Linked DNA regions of Sus scrofa: all the other regions are linked to region 1. The links are chromatin contacts, called in public Hi-C and HiChIP or PLAC-seq maps. All regions are on one chromosome and are shown on one strand. Each heading gives the region's core, a stretch centred on a gene start, on an enhancer-like site or on the middle of the called end of the contact. The rest is flanking DNA. Distances are from core to core; before and after follow the strand shown.

Region 1 (7,254 bases), core at 1,240-3,739:
GTTTTCTTACCTCCCCCGCCTTCCCAGAGGGAATTAACAATAGTAGCTATCTCATGAGGCTATGCAAGCATTAAAGGAGAAAATAATGGTGGTGGTGATGATGACAATGATGGCAAAAAGGTACCTTGCAACGTCGGTCAGGTACTGGCTAAATGTTTTACTCCAACTGATTTCATCCAGTCCTTAGAAGAGCTGGGTTTGTCACACTGCCAAGAGATAGGCAGTATTGCTGTGGTCTTCCAGAAATAAAGTATAGTGCCTGGAACACAGTAAACATACAAATAAGACACATCTTTAAATGTGTGCTCCACATTTTACCTAAAGAATAATTGAGGAAGTTTGCCATTAAAATCAAAGAAAGTTTTGCAAAGAGAAATAAGAGATATAAAGACATGTACTATGAGGAAATAATACAATGAAAATATAGACCAACATATGGGCCTAGAATTGACATATAATAGTCCAATAAATAATATATAGGATATATAGGGAATATATAGGATGTTTTATGTATATGCACACAAACACACACATACACACACACCCCTATAAGTCAATTCACATTTCAGAACCTCATTGAACTGCCGCTGATGGAATATGGATATTCCTTGGTAGATGCCCATTCTCTAGAGCCCTCAGTCTCTGGCCCTATCACAGACTTTTTTTTTAAACCTCAGTCTGCCATAGAATATGATAATATTCTGCATGTGTCTTGATGAGATAAAGTTTGAAAAGCAGCTTTGAGCTTCTTGACAGTCAAGGCAAAAAAGGAAAGAGGGTGAATTTTCTAACGTTGCTTGGATATTTGTTAGCAGAGACAGGTACCACAGAGGACTTTGGCCTCCCTGCTGGTGGGTTTCGTCCAGTTAGTCAACCTGTCCTTTCTAGGTTCCTCTTTAATCTTTCTCCTCCTCCAGTGTTCTTTGCAATTCACTTTTAGGGCAACCCAGGCACTTTCTTGTTTCCCATTTTTCACAGATATCACCCTACCTTTGAATTTTGTATAATTCAAGCAGCTTCTCAGAGAGGAGAGGTTATTCTTTTTTTTTTTTAAAGTCTATTTGAGAATTACACTACACTAGTGAATGTATCTTAGGCCATTTATTAAGCCTTCACTCTTGGACCCTTCAGTGTTCTAGAGAGAGACCATCACCAGTTCACTTTCTCAGACTTACAAATGAATTCTGCTCAGAAGTAAAATTTCACTCACTCAAATTCGCCCTCAACATAAATTGTCAACCTTCAAATTTCCTTCTAGCACATGCTGTTCTTTTCTTGTGGTTTCAGCTCTCATGCTTGAATGCTTTGGATGCTCTCAGATTTTTTTTAAGTGGGTGGCTTAATTAGCTAATAGACTGCTATCAGGACTGACTCCTTTGAGCCCCAGCCCCAACCAACTCGTTCTTCTCCTTATTTGATTCTTCCATCCTTTATTACTAAGCCTGTCAGCATATTCTCCAGAAAATCCTGTGCAGCAAGACCTGGAAGCCACAGCTTCAGCCTCCTTGGCCCAGGCTCTCCCCTCTCACTCACAGCACTCTGAAAAATAGCCACCAGCTTCTCCGCCTTTCCGGCCCATGAAACCATCTAGGACAGAAGTTTGTGTCCAATTTGCAAGTGCAACTGTCTCAGGGATCAGGTAAGCTCTCATCAGCTGTCCACTGTCATGGAAGATGCTGAAAAAGTGGGCACGTCATGTTGGCCAACCAAAACCAGCATCCACTTAATGGACCCAAATAAAACAGCCCTATTTAGTCTTGACTAAAGGGGTGTCATTTCCTGAATTGGCAAACATGTGCCTTTAAAACACTCTGAATTTACACAAAATTTATTTAACAACCTGATAGATGAATAGACCTTTTTAGGGCACTGAGTCTAACTTCTAGGATTTTTTTCTCACAATGTCAAGCATTATACCTTGCATATAATGAGTGTTCAGAAGGTATCTGTAGACTCAATGCTCATTTTAGAAGATATTGGCTTTAGATCAAGGCTAAAAAAAAAGAGTGTGTTTTTTTGTTTTTTTCCCCTGGGGCACTGGTTGATGTCATTTAGCTCTACTTACCCACTGGGATGGTTTTCCATGGAAGAGTTTTTTGTTTTTTTGGTTTTTTTTAACTGACTTCTGGTGGTATCAGAATTTTGGCCACATTATTTCTTGTGCTTCTCCAGTTGATTTTGACTCCCTGTGTATTTTTAACGTGGTGTGGTCTTTCTGACAGTGTTGGAGAATAGGAATTCTTTCTTCCCTAACTGCTGTAGAGATCAAATCACTTTTCTGAGAGTACAACAATCAGGTCTGTACATATTTAACATAATCTCAAAGCTATTTGGTACCACCTCACCAAAAGATCTTGGATAATGCCCACCCCCCAGAAAATAGAAAAGGTAGTTGAAAAAACCTTGTACCAGTGACATCATCTCTTTTTCTGTACCTTTATGGTTTTTTTTTTTTTTTTTTCTTTCCAAATCTAGGTGAGACTGTCTTGGCATCTATCTAACCGAAATGTTTATTCCTGGGTATCAGAGATACATGTCATAACAGCTTACAGCTGTAACACATCAAACTCAAGAAACAATCTCAAAGATCAAAATCTAACCCCTTGTAAAGATGAAAACTCCATCTCAGAAGAGTCAAGACCAACTAAGGTTCGATAGAAACTTATAGCCAAACTGAGAGCAAAACCCAGCCAGTGTCAATTTCAAGGTAGGTATCTCTACTACAGGAATTTGGTATTGAAATGGGGCATCAAAGTTGCATTTATAGGGCTGTTTACAAAAGACTCAGAAAACATTAATTATTAACACCAGAACAGTGGAGGATGCTGATGAATATGGGGGGTGGGGGTGGTTGTTAACCCCCCAAGAGATTTCTTGATGCCCTATCCGCCACAGATGCTACTGCATATTTGGTTTTATACACTTTTTTTATGTTTTGATCCATCCGTCACCTGTAAGTGGTGCTTATACGAATATTATTGGAACTCTCAACCTGCTTAAAATATTTAAAGCATATAAAATCATCCCCATTAAAAGCACACCATTGCCTGTCAAGCAGAGAAAACACTTGCTCACGCATCAAAAGGGTGTTGCAGAGATCAGTCTTATGAGAAGGCGTCACGAACCCGGAAGGCACAGTGTAAAAATGCAGAAGTATTTGTTTTAGTACTGCTGAAACAAGTTGGCAAAGAGTTTTACTTAGTTTGGAATTAAACTTGAAATCTGCACCTAGCCCAGTACAATAAGTACTTGTGAATGGATCACTGACAAATTTTTAAAAAATGAGAATTAGTATAACCTGATGTTGCCATTCAGGGGTCATATATTGAAAATCTCTCCATATACCAATTAAAAAAAAAAAAAAAGGGGCAAGAGTTCAAATTACAGGATATTTCAAATGTTTACATTTAACAAAATAACACTTTTAATACCCACAAACATAAAATATTCATTGTTTGGAGATAATATCAACAGTCTTAATAAGTGTGAAGCCTTGGTTAAAGCCTTCCCCACTTCCTCCCTCATGGCTGAGGTTCCGATCATTCTTACCTATTAGGCAAGGTTTTATTTTCAAGTCCCTTTTGAGGCACAGTTATTCTTTGAGGATATTTTTCAGATGTTATGCATTAGGCAAGAATTAGTCATAATCTGCGATAAGAAGGACCACAGACATGGTTGGCCTTACCAATCCTCAAATTACCAAGTGAGTCCTAAATCAACCCAGTTCTCAGCCTGGCCCAGAAAAGGTTTGAAGTCAAAGCTGAGAGTGCCCCCTTATGGTGACTGAAGAAATGACTTCACTCTGAGTCATGACTTCATTTAGCAGCTTTGCTCAAGTAAACACAGGCTCTTGGAGTTCCAAGCTGACAGAATATTAACCAGTCTTCTCCCTGCCCTAGAGGTCTGTGGAGATCTTTATGTTCTTCTTAAAAAAACATATATCAAACCCAGTGGAATCAGAGTCACAACTAGAACCTGTTACAGAATTTCTTAAGGCACAAGCTCCGAACTTGTTTTGCAGGCTCCGCCGACGATGAGACGACGCTCCCAGAATGCAGCTAGGGTTATAAGGTTAAGGTAAGAGCCTATGCAGCTGTGTCAGGAGCAAGAGGGGATCAATAAAGGCAAGGGTGCCACATAACCCAACAGTAACGAGAACGACCATGTAGCCTCTCCACCTCTAGACTAGCCCACGTACTGGTGTACTGAAGAAAAATCCCCAAAGTTTGAGAAGGTGGTAAAAGAAAAACACTGCAGTAAAAGGATGACTCTATAGAATGTAGCCCCTGCTCATTCCCATGGTCTGGTGAATGGGAGATGTACTGACCCACACAAGCTTTCAAGGGCATGTGTGGGAGCCTTCAGGTCAGGAAGCAAAGAAGAGAAACCACGTCACCATTCTCCAGCGAGCAGCTTTCTTCCACGACTGGTGAAAACCACAAACAGAAACATCCACTCAGTGTCCCATTGTTTCTGGGACACTGGTTGGCCAAACAAGTTTGCCTTGGTCAAAGGAGAAAGAAGCACTCTTTCTTATGGGGACCTAGGGCCAGCAGAGAGAGTGGCATCTTCCTGGGGACGTGTATCCTTTGCAGCTAGCACAGTTTTACTCTTTACAATTTCACTTTAGTTGCCATGAAAAATCAGATTCCACTTCAGTTCCTCTCAGATGTTAACTTGTACATCTAATTTCCTTTAGCTCCATGACAGAAGTCCATCCTTTTTCACACATTCTGTCAGTCCACATAAATGTGCTAATATCCCAGGCTTTGTGTTAGATTCCGGGTATACAGAGGTGAGTGAGATCTTTCGTCGAGCTCACAGAGTGATGGGGCAGATGGTATTAGATGCCTGTATCTGTTTGGGGGACCCTATGGCGTTGTCTCTGCCAGCTTCAGTTGCTTCATTTGTCAAGGAGAGAGTTGGATGGATGGTTCTTGAATCCAGGGTTCCGCCTGCAGCCGGCCACTACCTTACATGGGGTTATCATGGCCTGGTCTCCCTTCACAGCCTTGGACACTGAAGGATTTTCCAAACCATCCCCTGCCCGTCCTTAGAGGTTTAAGACCACTCTCCTCCCCAAGGGAGAGGAGCAAAGGTTCGCAAGGCAGTTATCAGGGAGGTTTACAAGGAGTAAGGAGGAGGGGGAGAAGATGAGAAAGACAAGAGTAAGTCCTGCTGGAAGAGAGAGAGAAGTTGAGAATGATGATTAAAGGAGAACACATATGTGCACACAATCCTTCAGCTCTAGGAGACTGAACTTTATTGAAAAGTTTAAATGAGACCTTTCAAATGTTAAAAGGTCTGCACAAGATTACACTGTCTGCACAAATTAACCAAGTATTGTTCATCACTGCAAAGCAACTCTATCAAAAACAACAACGACAACAACAAAAAACGTAGCAACTGTCACTGTCGCTCTGACAGCACTATGAGGAAACAGGGCTGCAAGAAAAGCAGGCAAACATGGGCTTCCTGACACAGAGATGCAAATCAGAAGTATTAAAATTTGGACACAAACATGAGAAAAAAAACCCCAAAATGAATCCCTGAGCTTTCATCAGCATTTCTTTTGTGTGAAAATGAACTAGGATGCTACTCCTCAGTGGCGTAGTGGTCTCAGCTTCACAAAGGGCCTCTGAGCCGAAGCAGGAAGGGGAGGGGGTGTAGAGAGTACATTAATTTCAGGAAAAATAGTGGTATCATCTCTCCACAGGACTTTTCTTCTCAAACAAGTGTATTCAAGGTCTGCCACCCAGTTAAGAGTTCAGGAATACAGAGGGCTGAATGCATCCATCTTCAAGTTATTTAAAATATGGTTGTTCTTGTTGTCATTGATGAATGTAATTTATTTTTGAAAACTCCAACAAATTACTTCGCTTGGTCTGAGCAATTTAAACATTTGTGAAATAGTGGCTCTCCCAGTGAGGTTTGATAAGATTCATCAGAGGGGTCATTCTAACTGGCACGGCTGGAGTGTCACTGGATTGGACTCTACCTACGGCATGAGAACATGCGAAGGTTTCCTTTGGACCCCTAAATACAAGTCTGTTCAGTCAAGAGCCCTTTAAAGCAAAAGGATAAGAACTGGGTACTTAGACAATGAGTACCCTTCAAGTCAGTGTCAGATTATCCATCAATGACAGTAGCTTAAAAATCCCGACACGTGCCAATGTGTCCTGTGTCAGTGGTTAAAAGCAATACTGTATGGTCTAAATTATAAGAATAAACAGAGTAGTCACGACTTTTCACAAGTCAGTGACATTTCTGAAAGACTGGTTGAAGCATCGGCTTCATATTTGGCCACGACTCAAAAGCATTTCTAGTTCTAACTGGAGAGAACAGGGCATCTTCAAAGGTATCATTTTTTGGATCTAAAAATACAAAAGGCCTGAGAAAGAAACATAAGTATTTTAGAGACATTAAGCAGACAAGTTTTGACAAACAACCTGACAGTGAACGTCTCCAGCCTGGCTCTCACTGATATTTCCTCATTAGATTTATCATTTCATCATAGAGTTGCTGTGGGGCATCCAAGCCCCAGATGAAGTCAAGATGCTCCCACTTATGGATGTGCTTGTGGTACACCAGGTTGGGGATCTGGGTCAGTAAGACACTGACGTCTTGGACGTCCGCGAGCCAGTCCCGTCCCCCACTCCAGATAGCAGTCCGAACGAGCATGTCTTTCACGTTGTAAAGGGGAGGGTGACTCTGTAATGAAAACCCAAGGAAAGTGTTGTCTTTGTTGTTTTAAATGACAAAATACAATCTCCATGAACATTGATTAGTAATAACAACTGCTAGCTAAGGCGCTTTACCCTGTGCCCAGCATGGTGATGAGCTTCAGCTCAAGGGAGGAAGGCTAGTTCCCCAGGTATCATTCTCCCAGGTAGATTCACAATGCAGAGCCCAACCTAGTGGGTCATACCACCGCCTTCCCACCCTCCAGGATATGACACATGTTATAGAAATTCTCTAAGCCTCAGTGTCCTCCTCTTTAATAATAATGATAATAATCATATCTATGTCACAAGGATATTGGGAAAGTTAAATAGGAAAAACCTGGGCAGAGTACCTCACACTTCAGAGCCCTGAGCACTCAAAAAATGGCCAACCTACTTGCATGTGGAAAAAAAAGGTTTAGGCAATGCAATTTGGCCAAGACCCCCTCCCCACCACCCCAGCCCCCCCAGCTACTTTGTAACAGTCCTAGCTTGTCTGACTCTAACATCTGCGTTCCTGATCACTGTGGAT
Region 2 (7,254 bases), core at 2,547-5,046, 240 kb before region 1:
GGGATCAAATACTCATAGACACTCACATCGAGGGACCAAATCTATAGCCCTGTTTCTCTCTGGTCTAGAGAGAATTTTGCTCACCTGATGTCTAGGACGTCCCACAATGGACGGGAAAACAGCCCTGGGAGCATCGTCCCCAGCAAAGCCGGCCTTACAGAGCCCAGAACCATTGTCACACACCAGGGCAGTGCTGTCCTCTTCTTCACACATCCTGGCTGGTGCTTCACAGGGTCCTGCAGGGGAAAGGGAGGAAGGCGCCCCAGCTGTGATCCAGCAGCCAGGGCACTTACCTGACCACTCCCACCTTCCAGGTTGGGTTGAGGCCCTTACTTTGTATCCTAGAGCGCCCTCTGCTGATCCTTATCTAACACAACATCTGTCTCAAAGTGCTTTCACGGGAAAGCTTTTTATAGGCCAAAACTTTAACTTCCACATTCACACAAAATGATCGGCTTGTTACATGTGTGAACTATTGCAGAGCACAGGTGGAATATCAGACTATGGGTTGAAGAAGTATCTAGAATTTGCTGTCTGTATCCCCCCACACTCACATTTTTCTGGGTATGTTATAACTTCAATTTTTTTTTTTCAAAAAGGTAGATTTTGAGGAATGGGCAGCATGTGAAAATTTAGAAATATTGGAATATTTAATGGAAAATGTTTAAAAGAAAATTGTCTCTTGGATCCCGAGGACTTGAATTTTGCCCTTGGAAAGACATTAGAACAAATCAAAACATTCTAAGAAGGTGCTTTAAATGTCAGGAGCCAGAGTTATTCCATTAATAAAATCACTGCCAACTTATAAGTCCAATAAGCCAAGGCACATTCAAAAAATTACACATCATGCAGTAGAATTTTGGAAGATAATAACAAAAAGATACACTACAGGCATATTCTTATATAATGATAGAGAAAGTAACATTGAATGATCCCATTAAAATGTATTTTTATGCATTGAGAAAAGACTGATTATTTTTACAAAGATGTTGATGGGGCTTATTTTTGAAGTGGGGGTTTTCTAGGTGTTTTTAATTATTGTCCCTGGATTCTGTAACATTTCCTAAATTTAATCTTTTAAATATTCCACCCTTAAGATTAGATCCTACAACAAAATTTGGAAGTCTGGAGCAAAAGTAACTACTTACAGATTTGGGAAATTGAAGGCTTATTAGAGAACATTTTCGTCCAATGTCCTCATCCCTACAAATGAGAAAACTCAGGGGAAGTGACTTGCTTGAGGGCACACAGGGCGTTAGAAGCAAAGCTGAAGCAGAAATCAGTTCCTCTTGGCTACCCTTCAACTTTCAAACCAGATGGCTTCCATTTTGCAAGTAGAATTAAGTGGAAATAGTCTTTAAAGAGAGAAACACCCAGAGTTCTCTGCCTGACTTTGAGACAAAATTCTTTGTAGGATTTCAAATTAAGGAAGATTCTTCTAAGTTGGTGAGCTCACTGCACTGCAGACCTGGATGTAAAAGGCGACCCTTTTAAAGAGATTTCTTGGAAGTAAGTAAAGGAAAAAAGCTGTTGCAGTTTGAGTTCTGCCAGACTGTACCCATGAATCCAATGCTCCGTCTTCCCGAACACCTAGAACTTCCATAGTGATACCTCATGGTAGCGTAACCCTTTGCAAAGAACATGAACCTCAACGGAGAGGATAAATTTGAAAATCCATTATCACCAAATGACAAAACAAGGAAATGAAGATTCAAGGAGTTGGAGCAACTTGTCCAAATCTCAGCACTTTTACATGTAGGATAATGGAGATATAGGGCACAAGGACTAGAAACTTGGACTCTGGAATCAGATTGCCTGGATTTGAGTGTGGGTTTCACTACTTAGAAGCTGTGTGACTTAGTAAGTTATTTAACATCTCTACACCATACTTTCTTTATCTACAAAGCAGCAATAATATCTGGAGGTAGGCCATAATCCTTATGGGGATTAGATTTTTTAAATACATTTAAAATCATTTACAGTGGCATATGCTTTATGAATTCTCAATATTATTTAAAAACTTATTATTAATACTATTTTATGTGATTATTATCTTTATTCAGCTCCTTTTTTAAATTTCAAGTCTTTGCTTTCTTTCCCCACTGCCTTCAGGTTTAGCACAGAAAACCTCAACTTGTAGATCCCACTTATAAGAACAGGGCTTGTACCTGGCTGGTTCTTTCCTTCCCCACACATTTCCCTTTCCAGATACTGAATTATGTTTAGCATTTGGGTGATTTGGCTTCCTTCTTAGCAGATTAAGAAGCAAGAATAGAGATGAGAAATGCAAGGGAGACAAGACAGAAGCAGGTGGAATTCGAGGAAGGTTGGTCAGCACTGGATCGGTAGGCTCCCTGGATGTGCCAAGCAGACCTTTCAAATCAAAAGCAAGAGCTGAAAATAGGATGAAATATTTGGAATCAGAAGGCTCTGCAAATGCGATAGTGTCGTCACCATGAGTACATTTGTCCTTAATAACTCTTGCATTTGACAGAAAGAATATTGGAATGTACTGCAGAAAAAGTAGGCTTGACCCTCGGCGTCATCAAGCATGCAGGGGAAAAAAAAAAGCTACCAAAATTTAGTAAATGTATTTTTATTTGGCAAAAAAAATGTCTAGGAAGAATTTCAAAATCTCTAAAACGAGCACTGTCATTAGAGAAATCTGTCCCCGGAAAGGAGCCAGCTCAGTGGTTTACAACTTTTTATTTAACCTGATGAGCAGCTGGGTTTGGAGCAAAGCATTTCCTAATTAGGTAAAACACACTTGAACGTCTGCTTTTGGAACAGCCCCCAGGTCAGGGGGTTTGCTCTAACTGACTTGAGTGCATCTTGTGCCAAAAAATGAGGAGTTAGTGGGAGGGAAATGCTCCAGTTCCCAGCTCTTCGGTCTTGAAATGCAAACCATATTTAGTCATGAATCACAAAATGGAAGGAAATTTTCAGCATGAAAACTCCAGTCCAGGCTGAAGCTGCCAAACCCTGATTTACAGTGCAGATCAGCCTGGGGTGGCAGGGCTGGTTCCACAGTCCCACCTCCTCGCCTGGCTGAGAAATGCAAATCAGACATCCCATAGGCTGAAAGGCAAACAGCTGTCAGATGCACCCCAGCTCCCTCCCTCTTTATTCATAAAGATTCAGTTGGGTTCCTGCTGCGCTCTGCTGCAAAGGACCAACCAACCGAGACACATATCCTGACCTGTAAGCTCACTGTTACACTCAAGAGATGTTCTTACAGAAGATAATGACCAATTAGAGCCGGAGGAACCCAGATGCAAATACACGGGTAGCCAGCATGAAAGGCTAGGCAACTAACTGCTGGTCATTTCTAAAATTCACTTCCAGATATCTCAGCGGCACAAAAAGTACAGTCCAGTGAAAAATCCCCACACCAAATCTGAACCGCAAGCAGATACTGGAGTTTCCAGGGCTCAAATATAAATGATGGTATAAACTGACTGCAAACAGCTGGACAGAATCTCTGAAATGTGCTGCAAGACCTGAGCTGTTAGTTTAGTATAAACAGATTCTGCAGGTGACACACTTAGATTTCAATTCCATCTTCCTCTCCCCCTCCTCCCCTACACCGGGCTATATCCTAGCTTTCTTTTTAATGTTAGGTAATTAGAGCTAAAAGCTGCAATCTTTTTAGTAGTACAATTTTCATTCAAAAATTTCGGAGTACGTGAACCCGGCCAAATCCCCGCAGATGACGTCTGATCGTGCTGGGGAATATCAGGGCCACTAGAATCCAAGACACATCCCTGGGCCCGTGCCACTTACCCTGATTGCTCTGGACTCAGCTTCTCCGCTCTGGGTGGTGTTCAGGGAAGCTGGACGCTGGAGGGTTATATAGCCCCTTGGCCTGCTCCCCTCCCACTTGCTTCCCAAACAAGGAACAAAGACAGACTGGAGCCCTCCGTGCAGTCTAACACGACCATATAGGGACCTCAGCACAAAACTCTCTAATCTGGGTGGCCGGAGGCCTGGGTCTCTTCCACTGCATTCCACTGCTCTGCTCATGAAATGGGAGGCAGCTCAGCTGCCTGTGGGAGATAAACACCCCCAGCCTTCAGAACAACTGCTGAGATGCCCAGAAATACTGAGTGAGTGTCATGGGGCAGATGCAGGCACGGTTTGCACATTCCTCAGGAGAGAGATGCCAGCCTGCTGTCATGCTGGCACTTCAGGGCATTTCCTCATAAACTGAGTACAGACAGAAGCAGCCTCTGAGGAGTAAGGACCTTTTAAAATTTCTCCCGCAGACATGGGCTGCAATGAAGAAAGAGATTCTTCAATGGTCTGTAAATATCTAGAGGGAGTGAGGACTTTGTGGTTGTCAATGCTGGGTTTATAAATCAAGTCTTGAGGTGGGAGAGCATGGTTAATGGAAGTAGGGGATGAAGTGGAGACAGGGTTGAGAGCCCGTTTCACAGAGGAGCTTGGAAGTCAGCCCTGCCTTTGGCACTTTGGTCCCCTGATGCATTAGATACATCTGCTGATTTGTCCTGAGCAATGTAGCTGCATGATAGGGGCCACCGTTTTTTTTTTTTTTTTTTTTTTTTGCTTTTTAGGGCCGAATGTGCAAAATATGGAAGTTCCCAGGCTAGGGGTCGAATGGGAGCTACAGCTGCCTGCCTACACCACAGCCACGGCAATCCTGAAACCATTGAGCGAGGCCAGGGATCGAACATGCATCCTCTTGAATACTAGTCAGGTTCAATACCTCTGAGCCACAACAGGAACTTCCATAGGGAGCAAGAGTCCATGTAGGAACCTGTCACAGAAACAGTCACAGAGAAAAGGGCATGTTTAAGGGAAGGCTTCCTGAGCGTCCTCTCTCTCCGCTGACACATTTGGCAGGTGACAGAGGAGCCGGGAGATCCAGGCCTTTCTCAGAGGAAGGTAGGGAGTGAACACAAATCTGGCCTTAAGCTGTTAGTCTCAGGTGACAAAGGATCCCTTCAGTGGTTTTACATTTACCTTTTCCCCTCCTCCAAGCCAACGTGCCAACTAAATTCATGGTAGGAATATTTTTGATGGATACCAAGCATGTCTGCTGACACGTAAAAAAATCCCAGAATGAATGTCTCCATTTTACAGCTGTGCCAGCTGTTCACTCATGTTACTGGGTCTGACCTGTTTGATTTATGGTTCACACACACACACACACACTTTTCTTTGAGAAATTGCACTGGTGATGATTATATAATTTTATATAGCTTAAGACTGCATGAGAACAGACTTCTTTGTATTTTTTGAGCATTTGTCAACTGTATCTAGTTTTTAATCACCACAAAACATAACTGTCTGAATGTTCAAACAGGAAGACTACACAGGACAACATAAATCGGAGCATTTGGGATTAATCCAAGGGTATTGATCATAAGGATCATGTAAAGTGAAAAAATCCATATTTTCCTGATTGGGGGTCAAAGGGGGTAGAGGTAGGATCCCGCCTCCTCCCACTTCGGTCTCAAGCAGTGTCTATGTGTTCCTTGACAGCTTTATGAAATAAATGTTCTTTTTTTTTTGTCTTTTGTCTTTAGGGCCGCACCCGTGGCATATGGAGGTTCTCAGGCTAGGGATCCAATTGGAGCTGTAGCCACCGGCCTACACTAGAGCCACAGATCTGAGCCTCGTCTGCAACCTACACCACAGCTCATGGCAACGCCAGATCCTTAACCCACTGAGTGAGGCCAGGGATCGAACCCGTAACCTCATGGTTCCTAGTCGGATTCGTTAACCACTGAGCCATGACGGGAACTCCAAATGTTCTTTAAATACCAAAAATAAGAGTTTGGATGTTGACTTTTAATGTTCTTATGTCATTTTCTCCCTTGATTATAGGCTGCATTCACAGCCTGATAGCAATCAGACTCTGATGACATAAATAGACATACAAGGCGATGATTCAAGGTTTAATTTTTCTCACAAGTTGTTTTTTCCTTCCTTTCTTCCTTCCTTCCTCCCTCCCTTCCTTCCTAAAATTTATGACATTAACCAGGGAGGACCTGTAACTGAAAATAAGTTTCTGAGCAAGTGATTAAATGGCCTTGTGGTCTGGGTTTGAGATTTATACTTTCATACCTCATCCAAGTGTCTTCAGTGAGAGAAAGCAGCAGTGGATGAGTATGCGTGTATGTCTACCAAGAAATCTCCTGTCAAGTGGCCAGATAATTTCTGGGGCTCTCAGCCATGTGTCTGAGGAGTTATGGAGCCAATTAGAGAAACAGTAGTAGTGTCTGAGGACTTGGTTGCAGTTCAGGAAAACTATGAAATAAATCTCAGGCTATAAGCATAGTCAAGAATCATCCCCAGATGTGTTGTTCCACAAACAGCATACACCATCTTGGTAACATTATCCAGCAATGATTTACTATAAATTCCTTGAAATCTGGTACCATTTTAATTTTCTTTGAGGTCCAGTCCAGAGCTGAGTAAGCACTGAGTGCTCACTAATTGTCTAACGATTTATTGATTTAGCCCCAGTACTATGTAGATTTATTTATTTATCTACATATATCCTTTATCCCCAGTACTATGTAGATTTATTTATTTATTTTTATTTAGTTTTAATTTTTTAAGTTATTTCCCTGATACAATTTTTCTTCTACTGTACAGCATGGTGACCCGGTTACACATACATGTACTCATTCTATTTTCTCATGTTATCATGCTCCATCATGAGTGACTAGACCGAGTTCCCAGTGCTACACAGCAGGATCTCATTGCTTATCCATTCCAAAGGCAATAATCTGCATCTGTTAACCCCAAGCTCCCAGTCCATCCCACTCCCTCCCCCTTGGCAACCACAAGTCTATTCTCCAAGTCCATGAGTTTCTTTTCTGTGGAAAGTTTCATTTGTGCCGTATATAAGATTCCAGATATAAGTGATATCATTTGGTATTTGTCTTTCTCTTTCTGACTTATTTCACTCAGTATGAGAGTCTCCAGTTCCATCCACATTGCTGCAAATGGCATTATTTTGTTCTTTTTGATGGCTGAGTAGTCATTTATCCCCAGTACTGTGTGGATTTAAACTGGCTGAGTCTGTAGAGTAGAGAGTTGACAGAACACTGTAAACCAACTATAATGGACAAATTAAAAATCATTTTAAAATAATAAAATAATAAAAATAAAAAAATTAAAAACATAACATAAATTGGCCACGTTTATACCGGCAAACATTCACATAACATGGAGGTCTAGAAAGGATAATGATTTTCTCTTGCTGTGGAAAACTTGGGCTGT
Region 3 (7,254 bases), core at 2,191-4,690, 200 kb before region 1:
TATGGAAATCCCCAGGCTAGGAGGTCAAATCAGAACTGTAGCCACCAGCCTATACCACAGTCACAGCAATGCCAGATCCAAGCTGCCTCTACCACCGACACCACAGTCACATCAATGAAGGATCCAATCTGCATCTGTGATCTACACCACAGTTCACAATAACACCAGAACCTTAACCCACTGAACAAGTCCAGGGACCAAAACCTCATTCTCATGGATACTAGTTGGATTTGTTACAGCTGAGTCCCAATGGGTACTCCAGGAAGATGCATGTTTAAATGTTGTTTGAAATGAAATGTTCAATAGCAAGGATATCTTTAGAGTAGAAGAGACAAGCTTGAACTTATATGGCATGGTTGAGTAAAATACAGATGGATGCCAAAATATCTCCCACATCTGGTAGAGCGCCCAAAATTCCATCATTAAAATTGTATTTCTTTGCCCTTGGAGGCCCTTAGGAATGTGTTATTAAAATAAAAATAATGGAGTTCTTGGAAGTTCTTGTTGTGGCTCAGTGATAATGAGCCAGATTAGTACCCTTGAGGATACAGGTTCAATCCCTGGCCTTGCTCAGTGGGTTAAAGATCTGGCTGGCACTGCCATGAGCAGTGGTGTAGGTCACAGACGAGGCTCAGATCCCGCATTGCTGCAGCTGTGGCATAGGCCAGCAGCAGAAGCTCGGATTCAACCCCTAGCCCAGAACTTCCATATGCCGCAGGTGCAGCCCTAAAAAGCAAATAAATAAATAAATAACAATAACGAAATTCCCATTGTGGCTCAGTGGGTTAAGAACCTGACATAGCTGACATAGTTTGGCTTGATCCCTGGCCTCGCTCAGTGGGTTAAGGATCCGGCATTGCTGCAAGCTGCAGTGTAGGTCACAGATGTGGCTCGGATCCCGAGTTGCTGTGGCTGTGGTGCAGGCCGGCACCCGCAGCTCTGATTCATCCCCTAGCCTGGGAACTTCTATATGCTGCAGCTGAGGCCCTAAAAAGAAAACGAAATAAAATAAATAAATAAAAATGACCTTTAGAGATGTCTCAACTGTTCTCCCCAGAACACAAGCATCCATAAAGTGTTCATTCAGTAGGTGTTCTTCCAAGGACTCCATAAACAAGACAAGAAGCCTGGGGAACAGTGTATATCATAGCCCCTAATTCACAATGCAGATGAGCATGTTAAAGGCTCTGAGAAGCCTTGGATTAAGAGAGCTGTTTAAGTCAACCCCAAATTTTCTACATTCCTTTGCTCATCAATCACATTTCTCCCCACGAGGCATAGATTATTATTTTGTTGAACTTGAAGGGAATTAGGTGTGTGTGTTGATGGGGAGGATCTTAGGCAGTGCAGGGCCTCAGGAACAAGAATATCTAAATGTAATTGTTAGATTTGCTATTTATTGACTAATGAAACCGCCGATGTTGCTTAAACTTTTTTTGGCTCCAATTCTTTATGTGTAAAGTAAGTTTAATAATCATCTACCTCACTGGGCTAAAATGGTAAATATTAAATAAGGAAAAACCATTTGTAAAAGTTGCTGGTGCACTCATAAGAGATGTTGATTTTGTCAATTGTCCTCTCTCTCTCTTTTCTCCTTTCCTTTCTCTCTTCCTCCCTCCTTTCTTTCCTTCCTTCTTTTTATGATTTGTTTCAATAAATCTTAATTTCAGAATAGTTTCAGGTTTATAGAAATGTTGCAGAGATAACACAGACACAGAGTCTCCATAACCATCCCACTCCACCCTCCCCCATCTGCCACCACCCATTCACTTCTGTTTTGTGCTATGATCTGTAGGAACAGGACTGGCCAGCCAGGGTCTTCTTTTTTGTTTGTTTGTTTTGTTTGCTTTTTAGGGCCTCACCCGCAGCATATGGAGGTTCCCAGGCTAGGGGTCGAATTGGAGCTACAGCCTATACCACAGCCACAGCAACACAGGATCCAAGCCACATCTGCGACCTAGACCACAGATCAGGGCAACACCAGATCCTTAACCCACTGAGCAAGGCCAGGGATCAAACCCGCAACCTCCTGGTTCCTAGTCAGATTCATTTCCCCTGTGCCACAATGGGAACTTCGGGCCAGAGTCTTCTTCATAACCCTCACTAACAGTCTGTTGGGAGCTGAGGCAGAGATAGGCAAAGCAACACCTACAAGACTTGGCCATCCTGCAGGGCAAAACACAAGGTCAGTGAAAGTATTTAGGAAAGTGACCTAACCCAGGCTTTAGAGCCTGGAAAGGCTGGCAGAAGAAAATGTCCTCCAAGAGGGAATCTGACGGATAAGGAACAAGCCAGTGCCAGGTCAGGCCGAAGGAGGGGAAGGAGATTCTTAATGGGCAACAGAGTGAGATGCAGAGCTATGTGGACGTTGCCAGAGATACTGACCCCTGCATCTGTTCCCAGCTTAGGAACTACTTTCAGAAACATGCTCATTAATGATGCCATTATACAAACTTCCCTTCTGTAAAATCCTTGCAGAACTAGCTAAACAGATCATCTTTTCCAAAACAATAGTGACTTTGAGTGAGTGTTAACCAAAGCACTAAAAGTGCTTTTTTTTTTTTTTTTAAAGAAAATTAGAGAGGAAATAATGAGTAACAAAGGAGAGGAAGTAATTGCGAACTTCTAATAGGGCTGGAACTGTGTGATTTGTCATAGGAGTTAGCCTCCCTCTCCTCTAGAGAAATAAAAGCCAAGGGGTGCTCCCTCTTCAGAATCTCCAGAGCACACACTCTGAAGCTTTTCGTTTGATAACTGTCACTACCAAAACACTAGTCCGGCGCTCCTGTGAGACTCTCCTGTTCCCACCCCTACAGGCACGCGGAGCTGAGTGAAGGCTGGGTCTTCTCTGAGTTCCCGGCAGTTGGCCCTGGCTCCTGCAAGGAGGCGGGAAGTCTGCGCTCTGTACCCTAGCCCTCCCCAGCCTTCCCCGTTTGAATGGCAAAAGAGTGTAGCAAAGACAGCAAGCCGGCTCTCAGGGTTCTCACCTGAACCAGACATGCCAGCGGAAACAACCCCAACGGGGAATGCCCATTTGTGCAACAAACCCTGACTCTGACTCTCTCTCCGCTCTTCCACCCCCCACCACGTCCCGCCACCCCCGCGCCCAGGCTGAGTTGCTGAATCAAAGGCGCCTTCCCCAAACCCGGCGTTCCCCAGAAAAGCTTCCTCTGCCACCCCACTCCCCTCCTCCTCCCCAGGGCCCGGGGGCATTTCTTTAGGTCTTTTCTGGTCTCTCAGAAGAGCCACACGCAGGTGTTCTGAGACGCTTCTGGAGAAAAGAAAGCGGCTGGAGAAGTAACTGGGCTTGAGCGCGGGGGGCGGGCCCTTGGCGGGGAACTTACTCCTGAGCTGGCTGGAGCGCGGGGAGGGGCAGGGCGGGACTGTCACTTCTCACGGGGTGTGTGACCTGCTCTGCTAGCAGTTGGAGAGGCTCCACAGCCATGTCCGGGATCTGGGTTCTCCTGTCACTGGTAAGTCCTCTCCTGCCTAGCGGGGGCCTCTCCCCGCTGGGTCAAGAGGTTGGCGCTTAGAGGAGCGCGCAGGACGCGCTCCGATGACCTTAAGGGGATGCGCGTGGGCGTCCGGGCTTGGCTGGTGTTTGGCAGTCTGGCTTTTCAGGGCTGCTAGGACTTTCCTTGAGGGCGAGGTCTCAGGAAACCGGGGAACGCGTCTTTCCTGGGGTTGGAGGAGAAGCGGCGATCCTGCGCGGCAGGCAAAACAGCACCGCGCGGCCCCAGGGGGCCCTGTTCGCGGCGCGGAGAGAGGTGGGAGCCGGGGGCAGGCGGGGACTTGGGATGTTTGGGGGTCGCCAGAGGGAGAGCCCTACCCGAGAGAGGAGGGGATCGTCTGGACAAGTCCTTACATGTCACCACAAAGGTCCTCCTCTGCGCGGGTGTATGTGTGAGCTGTGGGACGGTGAGAATATGAGCTCTCTGAAGACACGTTTTCTGAACGTGTCACAAATTTAGGGAGTAAATCAGTCCCGAGGCAATGGTTAAACCCGAGGCTTTGGACGTCACTGTTTCTTTCTTGAAAAGGTTATCTTGGGGCTGAATGCGCCTCAAGAGGTTTGTTTACCTTCTTATCACGACACAGAAAAAGAAACTGTTTCCCTTCCGGGAATCCCTCTCCTACCGATCGTAAGTCACGACCTTAGGTTTGGCCTTTATTTATTTATTTATTTTTTAACGTCCTGTTCTTCACTTTAGTTTGCTGAACTCGGGGAGGGAAGGAACCTTGCCCCCACTGCTCAAGCGGTGGTACCCACTGCCACCGCGCCTGCGCAGGGTGGCGAGCCTGGAGCCGGTACTTGGCCTAGAAGCCTAAGCAGCAGCCACCTCTTTTTGAGTCCCTGCCTCGGAAATGCCACCTTGATGGTCGCTAATTAAAGACGTTTGGTTTCATTTGAGTTCCAAATTCTCTGAAAGGCAATGCCTTCTTATTTTGCTGGCCCCACCAAAGTGCCAGGCACTGTGATAGAAGTGTTTATAAACGTGATCACAGTCAATTCTCAGCAGCGGCTGCAAGGTAAGGAAGATGTCCTCACATTCATTTTACAGATGGCGAAACGGGGTGCAGAAAGCTTAGGTAATTCGACCGAGTGCAACCAGTAAGTGGCAGAGCTGGAATTTAATTTAGGCCCAATTCCAAAGCCTGGGCATTTGTTGATTGCACCTGATGTCCAGATTACACCAAGAATTGAAAGGAAAAATCAGTGATGTCCGGAACCATCTTAGATTGGGGAGAAAAACAAAAGAATTCTCCCTGAATTTTTCAGAAATTATGTACCATATTTGGGCTCCTTTAGAAATTTCCTCCAAGAAAATTTAAGATTCAAAATTGAGAAACCATTTATGCAACCTCAGACCACACTCTTCTCTTTATCATTAACCGTGGCCTTATTGCAGTGTTAGTTGTTTTGAAAATCTCTCTTAGGTCTTGGGACAACAATGCTGGTAAGCATAGCAAAGGTATCAACGCCCAGAGCTATGCTTAACTTTTATACTTATAACATCTTTACCAGATGGGCAAGTTTAAAGCACCAAGGAGGAGTTCCCGTCGTGGCGCAGTGGTTAACGAATCCGACTAGGAACCATGAGGTTGCGGGTTCGCTCCCTGCCCTTGCTCAGTGGGTTAACGATCCGGCGTTACCGTGAGCTGTAGTGTAGGTCGCAGATGCGGCTCGGATCCCGCGTTGCTGTGGCTCTGGCATAGGCTGGCAGCTACAGCTCTGATTCGACCCCTAGCCTGGGAAACTCCATATGCCTCGGGAGCGGCCCAAGAAATAGCAAAAAAAAAGACCAAAAAAAAAAGCACCAAGGAAAGTGCTTTTCTAAAAGAATGCACACACGTGTATACAGACACATATGCATATATATATGTACATGTGTTTATATATGCATATTATTATAATACCTATAATATTGTGTATTAAATATAAATTAATAGTATAATATATGATATATGGTCTAAGACATGAAGATTTATTGAATAAAATATATCAATACAGATGTGTAAAAAAAAAATCTGACATATCCTTATCACCTAGATTGTCATTGTTTATCATTTTGTAACATATCCTGCATTTTTCTTTTCTAATATGACTCTTTTAAATTTACACAGAATCCTGTCTTACACCCACTGCTAGCCCAACTCTCTGTTCTTAAAGAAGTTTCCACACCATCCATTATGTCATCTTTTGTGTCTCCAGAAAATGCTTGTTTTTATGACTTTATACTTAGTAGTACTTACTTACTAGTCACAATAATAAATAAAATGGGGGTGGGAGTGCTAATTGCATGGAATGCAGAAGCAAGTTTGGCTTAATCGTGTCAACCAGCTGGAAGTAGATGGGCGGGAGCTGCCTATTTTTTCTTTTCCATATGTTCTCTAGTTCTGTTGTCTCTGGTGTGATCTGTAGTCAGTACATATCTCATGCTTCCCCTCTTTGCTTCTTTTTCTTTCCTTCTTGGAATTAGTTTTCCCTCCCCTAGTTTCTGGGTGTCATTTCCATGGCACCTATAATAAGTGCATTTGAACTCCCAAAACAATTCACAAATGTCTAGAGGACACAGAAAAAGAGTCAAATTTACTTTAGAAATGTGTGTGGGAAATAGCTGCCCTGCATTTAGTCCTGATAGGTTTTCTGCTGTAACATTTTGGTCTATGGTTAGGTGATTACTAGATGGCCATTGTCGTCTTTATTTCTTAGAGCAGTTGTCAAAATTATGGCAGAGGGAGAGAAGAGGGAAGTTGACAAAGAAACCAGTGTATTGATAAGTAATCATACAGAAGCGTTTGAGGGAGAAAATAAAAAACAGTTGTTTATTTATAGTTTAATCATTTTCCTTAACCCAGCCTAAGTAACATGAAATAGGCTCCAGTGTGTTTCTGTTTATTCTTGTGGTTAAGAGGTTTTCCTTATATCATAAAAGACTTGAAAATTCTTATGAATAAAATAAACCTATGAAATATAATTGAGAACATGAACAAGCAGAATGGAAAGACACGAATTTATAAATAATGTTAAGATTGGGATGCAAAAATGAAACCGATATAAGGAAACCCTCAGTCCCCCACAACTAGAACAATTAGATAAAAGAAAAATCTTCTATTACCCATCTCCATGATACAATTACCACCCTTAGTGGCAAATTAGGGTTTAGGTTAGAACACGTTTCTACTCTTGCGCTGAGTTTAGAGAAGGAAAAGGATGAAATAGACGCAAAGAGGACTGGGATTTGGGTGTTGTTTCTAAGTGTCTTTGGGATACTAGACGAGTAATTTATTTCTAAATAGTTCTTAATCACGTCAGTGTCAATCCTTCAAAGGAGTCTCTGGAAGGCTGCTCTCATGCTGTAGGGAAGCCAGATCACTATACCACAACTGCCAAGAACAGAATAATCATATTCTAAGAGATGATCAAAAACCTGAATAAGGAAATCCCCCACTTGAAAACCCCCAGTGACTTACTTGCCTTTTGGCAAATTACCTTAGGTTCCAAAAGTCCCTTAAATGAGCACATGTTTTGTAATAGGTACCAGAGACTTATTTACTTGTGATGAAAAATAATAATATAAAGATAATAATATATATAGCTTATTGCCAAAGAATTATTTGTAGAACCATTATAAGTACCGTAATGGATAGTATTGTATTACTTTCGCTGTGCGTGTGTGTTTGTGTGTGTGTGTCTATTCACGACAGTGGAGAAGCAGCATTTAACTATCTAATGAGTCCTTTTCATTTTCT
Region 4 (7,254 bases), core at 1,936-4,435, 150 kb before region 1:
CACAGAAAGTGTGCATCCTGAAGTCAGAGGCCAGGGACTAACAGGTTATAGGATTCTGATACCGTGCCTGAAGGATGCTCCATAAATGTTTGTGGACTAAATTAATAAACACCTTGAACCCTCTTAATCTCATTTTTCATCTGTTAAACAGGAATAATTATATCTGACTTAGAGGAATTGGGAGGACTAAAAGACATAATGTGTTAAACGCTATCATATATAATATAAACTGTTTATTTCGGGACATACTATTAGCATTTGCCTGTTTTTGATTTCCCATAGACTTAGCGTGTTGTCTTTCCATTTTTCGCCTTGCCTTTGAAGGGAAATAAACCCAATGTATTTTCTATCCGTTCTCTCACTGTACTCCCCTTACTTCATTCATGGCACTTACTATGATACATAGTTTCTGGTGTGCCCACCAACATTATCATTAGCATTTTTTTCTAGACATCCAATCACACTGTGGTTTGTTTAACTCTTTGCCACTTGTGCACCTTGCACAGAGTCTCACAATCCATGTGGACTTTCTACTGAGGATTATCGTATCTGAGCTGCATGATGCAGGCAGTCCTCCTGGATCACTTGTGTGAGTCACCCCTCCGGACAAAAGAAAACAATCTCTGCTTCCACTCTGCCCTCAGTGATGAGATAAAGAGAATAAACTACCCTTTCCTCTGAGGGATGTTGGAGACATACTGGCAGGAATAGGTGGGAAATTCCTCCCTTGGGCTGGGAAGTGCATTGGCTCCTCAGGGAGGTTTATTAACTCCTTCAGGACAAAAGGACTCATTTCCTAACCACCTTCTTAAGCAGGAATTTTCTAACTACGAGTGCATAACATATTCATGTGCACACAAATATTTGAAAGTGTAAAAGTCACCAAAGGAGTTTGTGAAAAATGTAGATTTCCCAAGCTCTACCCACTGGGAGATTGATTTGCTAGGGGTAGTGCCCAGGAATCTGCATTTAATAGTCACACCTCTCCCCCTCCCCATAATATTGATGTGAATGGTCCTCTGGCCCCAGTTAAGGAAGGATTGTTAGGCTACCAAAAATTCTTTTCTCCAGATTGGTCAGCACCTCCCTTGGCAGGGCCAGGTTCGTCCAAAAGCCACATGTGATCCTAACTGGGCGGGTGGGGTGATGACCTTACTGCTCTGTTGTTGCTTTGACAACATGAATTCCAGTAGAACCAGAAGCCATCAATGGAGTTAGTCATTTAGATCCTCGACTGTTTAAAGGATGACCTCAAGACCCCCAAATCCTGTCCAGTCCCAGATGATACACTTTTTTTTCTTTTTAGGGCTACACCTGCAGCATATGGAGGTTCCCAGGCTAGGGGTCAAATCAGAGCTACATCTGCTGGCTTATACCACAGCCACACCAACACCAGATTTGAGCTGCGTCTGCCCCCTACACCACAGCTCTCGGCAATGCCTGATTCTTAACCCACTGAGCCAGGCCAGGGATTGAACCCGCATGCTCACAGATACTAGTCAGATTCATTTCCACTGTGCTGCAGTGGGAACTCCCCAGATGATACACTTTTAGGGTGTTCCGGAATATGTTCAGAGAAAGACGACTAATTTGAAGAAGAGTTTAAAACCATGACATATATGGAGTGGCTGAAAGACCAACAGGTTCTGAAGGCCTTGGGAAAGGAGTCCTTAGATAGCTGCAGCACTGCTCTTATAATTAGGTGAGTGGAGGGGCATTCATTCTGTGTAGCTCCAGAAGCCAAAACATATTTATCCCAGCAGAGTGAATCCTGATCTGTACTCCCATCCTTCAGTGCATTCGGTTCAATGATTTGTCTCACAAATATTCCTGTGACCATGCTGACACCAATTTGCAGCAAAAATAAATTTAAATAATGATCAAATTTTGATTCCATCTTTGAATGTGAGAACCATATTTTAGTCTCTAGTCATTGCAAATTGTCCTGGTACTTTCCTCATTTCATCTCCAGGTCTTTGCTCCCTCAATTTCCACTCTCTAAGGTGTCTTTCCTGGTACGTCTCCGGCTGGTGACCTCCTATTTATTCTTTTCTTTTTTCTTTTAAAAAAATGTTTTTATTAAAGTATAGTTGACTTGCAATGTTCTGCCAATTTCTGCTATACACAAAGTGACCCAGTCATACATATATGTACATTCTTTTTCTCATATTATCTTCCATCATGTTCAATCATAAGTGATTGAATCCCTCTGCTATAAAGCAGGACCTCTTTGCATATCCATTCTAAACATAATAGTTTGCACATTTATTCTTAAAATTAGACAACTCCTCTAGGAAGCCCTCCTTGATTTCCAGGCAGAACTAATTCTCATGTGGCTCTTGTGATTCTCCATGTCTTGAGAATGAGGCATTAACTTTTAGGGGGAGTGTGGAAATTCCCAGGCCAAAATCCAACCTGCACCACAGCAGCAATCCAAGCCATTGCAGTGATAACACTGAATCTTTAACTTGCTGCACCACAAGAGAATTCCTAACTGTCCTTTGTTTCTGGCTGTCGTTTCAAGTAGGCTTATATAGCAAGCAGCCTTGGAAGATAGATACAATGTCCCCTTGGGAAGGCCATGGCAAATTTGCTTGCTCTGTAGCATGAAAGATGCAGGTTCCCTAAAATCAGGGGACCTCAGCTATAAAGCAAGCCCTCCGGAATACACACACACACACACACACACACACACACACACACATATATTTTTTTCCCTTTCTGTCTTTTTAAGGCTTCACCACATGTGGAGATTCCCAGGCTAGCGGATGCCGGATCCTTAACCCACTGAGTGAGGCCAGGAATCCATCCTCATGGATGGATACTAGTCAGATTCATTTCAGCTGAGCCACCATGGGAACTTCTGGAATAATGTTTTAGAATGGGATATAGATAAGTGATAAATCACTCCCAGAAGAATATGTCAGAACAAATGATAGACCATGTCATCCCAGCCATGAAGGAGAGGCATCAGAAAAACAATTTGTAGGGTCAAAACAAACTCCCACAGAGATGAGCACCAAATTCTATATAAGCCCAGACACACTTGACCACAGCAGCCCCACAACCCTTTGGCTTGCTCACTTCCTTTCCCCTCCCCACTGCTTTTCCTCACAGAGAAAGGAGGAAAGGCAGAGAGAAGAGAGGAAGTGGGCAGGAGTTGTTTGCCAGATGTCCTTAATGGCCTCACGCATCATGTGTTTTTGCCTGTCAGCACCATAGCCTTCCCCTGAAAGAGGGTGCAGCTCAGCTGTGGCTGCTTAGAGCTACGTTTCTGCTCCCACAATGAAGCATTTTGGATAATCACCCAATAGTTGGATGATCTTAAGAAAATACTGGACTCCCAATTCATGCTGCTTTCCTTGGACCTGGTGGTGCATCAGAGATTGTCGAGTAGGGTTTAAATATGATTTCATTCTCAAGGGGATGCCTGGTGAGAGGGGCCCCAACAGTTTCAAAAAGTCCTGACAGCTGAGCATAAAACCAAATATTTATTTACCAGAATGTTTGCTCCAATATGATTCAGAATAGAAAAAGAATCTGAAAAATATCTGATTACCAATAATACAGGTTCTGTTAAATAGTTTATTTGATGCCAATATGTTGGAAGAGTACTATTTAGGTATTTTCTAAATCATGTTTGCATGAAAATTTGTTCAAGAGATAAAATATCTCTGAAATATGTTAAGAGACAAAGGAAGATATGAAAGACTGTATACAGTATGGTCCTCATTTTACAGCATATATGGAAGATATTGACATCAAAATATTCATGGTGATTATATCAGATGGTTGAAATCAAGAATGAATTGTTGATTTTTCTCTCCTCTTTGCAGTTGAAAAATTTTGTACATTAAACAATTATTATTTACGTAATCAGAAAAAGTGCATATTAATAAAATAGTGGTAAACAAAAAGTAAAATCTCCTGAGAAAGATGATGTGTGGTCTTTTTGAGAAATATAATCAAGTTTGAGAGAAAGCAGAAAGCCTAATAAAACAGGTACCGAAATCATTTTAATGGATAAAAAGACTCAATATTGTAAAAATATCACTTCTCCTCAAATAGCTCTATAAATTTAATGCACATCCAATCAAATTCCAAGGAAGTTTGTGTGTCTCTGCCTATGTACATGTAGAAATTAATAAGATGCCATGCACATGGTGGTATATGGAATAAGTGGGCAACAGGAGCTGTGTCGTACAGGGAGCTCTACCCAATGTTCTGCGATAGTCTATGTGGGAAAAGAATATGATAAAGAATGGATGTGTGCATACATGTATAGCTGAATCACCTTGTTGTACAGCAAAAATGATCACCTGGTAAATCAACGATACTTTAATAAAGCTTTAAAAAATGGAAAAAAGAAATTAAGGCCTCTATAATTTGTATGAGAAATGAGAAGACCCAAGAATAACTAAGTCGATATTGCAAAAGAAACATAAGCCTGAAGGTCTTAAACTGCTAGATAAAAAGGCTTGCTACTGAGCAGTTAATCCGTTTCAGTGGGGCACTGGTACAAGAACAGACAACCAGAGCAATGGAACAGAAAGCAGAGTACGGAAACAGAACCACATACGGCTCTTTGATTACTTAAGTGCAGTAGGGAAATGTCAGTCTTGAAAAATGAGGCTGTGTCAAGTGGACACGCTTACGAAAAAAAACTTCACCTCTATGTCTCACTGTAAACCAAATTAATTCCAGAGAGACCGATGTTATGACAAATAAAATAACAAAGCATCTAGATTAAAGAACAGAAGAATGTCTTCATGACTTCGAAGTAGACAAAGATTTCCTCATACACTAGAAAGCACTAACCAGAAAAAGGATGCATTGAACTGTATATTTTAATTAAAGATAGCTCTTCATCAAAAGACATCACTACAGAATGGGAGAGGACATATGCAAAACATGTCTCAAAAGGGTTCACATACCGAATATATATATCTTTAAAGCTCGTAAAAAGGAAAAAAAAAATCAAACAATGCAATAGGAAAAAATAGACAAAGGAGATATTCAAAAGGACAATCAACATAAGAAAAGGTACTCAACTTTACAGGTTATTAAGGTAATGCTAACTCAAAACAATTTCAATAGCAGTTCACCATTACATGAAAGGCTAAAATGAAAAAGATAAGTAATTTCACACACTGGTGATATCATGGGTCAGCCACACGCTCCTGCCCCTGTGATCAGAGCCCATGTTGGTATAGACACTTTGGCGTACTCCTTAACTATTTAGCAGTATCTAGCAAAATTGAACATGAGTGTTCTTTATGACCCAGCAATTTCATTTGTGAAAGTACACAAATTTGTGAAGAAATGCATACAGCTAGTCACCATAAAATGTGTAGCAAAATATGCACAACAGAATTATTTATAATAGCCTCAAATTGAAACCAAATCAAATGTACATCAAGAGTAAAATGAATAGAAAAATTGTGGTGCCATTTTCGGAGTTCCTGTCGTGGCACAGTGGTTAACGAATCTGACCAGGAACCATGAGGTTGCGGGTTCGATCCCTGGCCTTGCTCAGAGGGTTGACAATCCGGCGTTGCCATGAGCTGTGGTGTAGGTCGCAGACGAGGCTCAGATCCCGCATTGCTGTGGCTCTGGTGTAGGCCGGTGGCTACAGCTCCAGTTCGACCCCTAGCCTGGGAACCTCCATATGCCAAGGGAACAGCCCAAGAAATGGCCAAAAAAAAAAAAAAAAAAAAAAATTATGGTGCCATTTTCACGCAATAGCAACAAAATAATTCTGCTTGCAACAGTGTGTGATTTCCACAAATACAATATTGAAATCTAAAGAGCTGGTATATACTGCATTGCATTCCAGCTACATAAAATTAGGGAAAAAAATTCAGCTATGTATTATATACACGATAGTAGTTTTCTTAGAAAGATAATGCTTCCTAAGGCATGAGTATTGGGAATGTTTTATTTTTTATCTGGGTGCTGATGACATGTGATGTTCACTTATTTTAAAAATCCTTAAGCTTCACATTTGTATGCATTCCACAGTAATAAAATGTATATGTTAAGAAAAGTTGCTAAAGAAATATCATTTCTAGGAAGTTCCCATTGTGACTCAGGAACCTGACTAGTAGCGAGCCATGAGGATGCAAATTCTATCCTGGGCCTCACTCAGAGGGTTAAGGATCCAGTGTTGCCATGAGCTGCCATGAGATGTGGCTTGTCGTGGCTATGGCATAGGGCAGTAGCTGCAAAAAACAAAAACAAAAAACAAACAAAAAAAGAAATCATTTCTATGTCAATAAGTTACCTGGTGGAAGAGTTTTAGAATATGATTTTTTTAAAAAAGATTAAAAATAACCCAATTTGGCCTCAAGTTTCTATATGTGCTGAAGCCTTAAAACCTAGGCAGGACACAGGTTCCAAATATGTTTTCCTCTTGGAGTTTCCTGAGCTCTGACCTGGCTTTTCCAGTAAGTTTTTGACTTGGCCCTGTTGGTAGTTATCTAATCTTGGAGCTCCAGTTCTGGGCTTCCTGCCTGCTTCCAACTTGGCTCAGCCCCACATGTGATCTCAGGTCCTCACCCCATGGACTGGCTTCATTCATGTCCCAGCTATGACTCCATCTCCTTGATTTTTGCCCCCACATCAGCAGTCTCTGATGAGTTTATAATCTATCTGACTTGACCACTATTCAGATAAACATTTATAGGAAAAATAAAAATAGTAGGGATTTATTTCGCAGATCACAATAGTTCTCTCTCTCTAGTCTGGTTATTATTGTACAGCTCCACAAAACAAAAAGCAGAGACTCTCCATCACAGAAAAAAGATGGTTAGGCAAGAGTTGTAAATTCAGACACCCAAAGGGGCCAGGCAAATGAAAGATGATTACATTTCTGAAAAAAAAAAATTTGTTTTTCCTATTAAAAGAAAAACACATGCTGACTTCCATTTTTTCTAAAATTATGCAGCTCTCAGTCTAAATGTGTAATACAGGGAAATACGTGTTTACTATATATTTGAAAAGTAACCGGGCAAATAAACTCTTTAAAGGCAATTCCTCTTAGGTCAGACATGTACTGTAGTAAAGAGTAGGGCTCATGCCTTGTCTAAAACAGGTAGCTGATACTCTGATCCACCGTGACATGCTATGGAGAAATGTAGATCTAGTGCAAGAAGTGTAGAATCTATGTTTTTAGATAAAATCTCCCAACTCCTAAATGTTAATGAAAAAATTTAAAAAGACTCAAATAAAAAGTGTTTGGGGCTGGATTCAGCC

The links. Hi-C and Micro-C count contacts between places; a contact is called where the count stands out from the background. HiChIP or PLAC-seq counts read pairs in DNA pulled down with a chosen protein or histone mark.
Region 2: a contact with region 1 is called in a Hi-C map of embryonic fibroblasts, with 2.6 times the contacts expected there. The contact joins the promoter of ACTA2 here to the promoter of CH25H in region 1. A contact is called at or near these places in 2 of 47 Hi-C or Micro-C datasets (embryonic fibroblasts and mesenteric adipose tissue) and 1 of 2 datasets of contacts at active chromatin or transcription factors (skeletal muscle).
Region 3: an H3K27ac HiChIP or PLAC-seq map of alveolar macrophages shows a contact between it and region 1. The contact joins the promoter of FAS here to the promoter of CH25H in region 1. A contact is called at or near these places in 1 of 5 promoter capture datasets (liver), 1 of 47 Hi-C or Micro-C datasets (embryonic fibroblasts) and 1 of 2 datasets of contacts at active chromatin or transcription factors (alveolar macrophages).
Region 4: a contact with region 1 is called in an H3K27ac HiChIP or PLAC-seq map of alveolar macrophages. The contact joins the enhancer-like site here to the promoter of CH25H in region 1. A contact is called at or near these places in 5 of 47 Hi-C or Micro-C datasets (blood, heart right ventricle, mesenchymal stem cells and 2 more) and 2 of 2 datasets of contacts at active chromatin or transcription factors (alveolar macrophages and skeletal muscle).

What each region holds. Positions count from the first base shown.
Region 1 is chr14:101,126,133-101,133,386 of Sscrofa11.1, forward strand. CH25H (cholesterol 25-hydroxylase) reads right to left here and starts at 2,490. Exons shown (of 2, transcript XM_021073089.1): 1 at 125-2,490. It overlaps LOC102164066 (a long non-coding RNA gene), which reads left to right. Exons shown (of 6, transcript XR_002338591.1): 3 at 1,442-1,639; 4 at 2,476-2,707; 5 at 4,022-4,077. LIPA (lipase A, lysosomal acid type) reads right to left here. Exons shown (of 9, transcript NM_001123134.1): 9 at 6,478-6,711. The coding sequence ends at 6,478.
Region 2 is chr14:100,882,911-100,890,164 of Sscrofa11.1, forward strand. It overlaps ACTA2 (actin, alpha 2, smooth muscle, aorta), which reads right to left and starts at 3,797. Exons shown (of 9, transcript NM_001164650.1): 1 at 3,784-3,797; 2 at 85-236. The coding sequence starts at 213.
Region 3 is chr14:100,923,865-100,931,118 of Sscrofa11.1, forward strand. It overlaps FAS (Fas cell surface death receptor), which reads left to right and starts at 3,441. Exons shown (of 9, transcript NM_213839.1): 1 at 3,441-3,473. The coding sequence starts at 3,444.
Region 4 is chr14:100,977,521-100,984,774 of Sscrofa11.1, forward strand. No RefSeq gene overlaps it. Among named protein-coding and RNA genes, the nearest start is that of FAS, 54 kb to the left of the region's middle. Within about 2 kb of position 3,186, at least 3 of the 83 cell types and tissues checked have an H3K27ac peak or open chromatin away from gene starts, as enhancers often do. A contact at or near this core is called in alveolar macrophages and retroperitoneal adipose tissue, where this site is marked.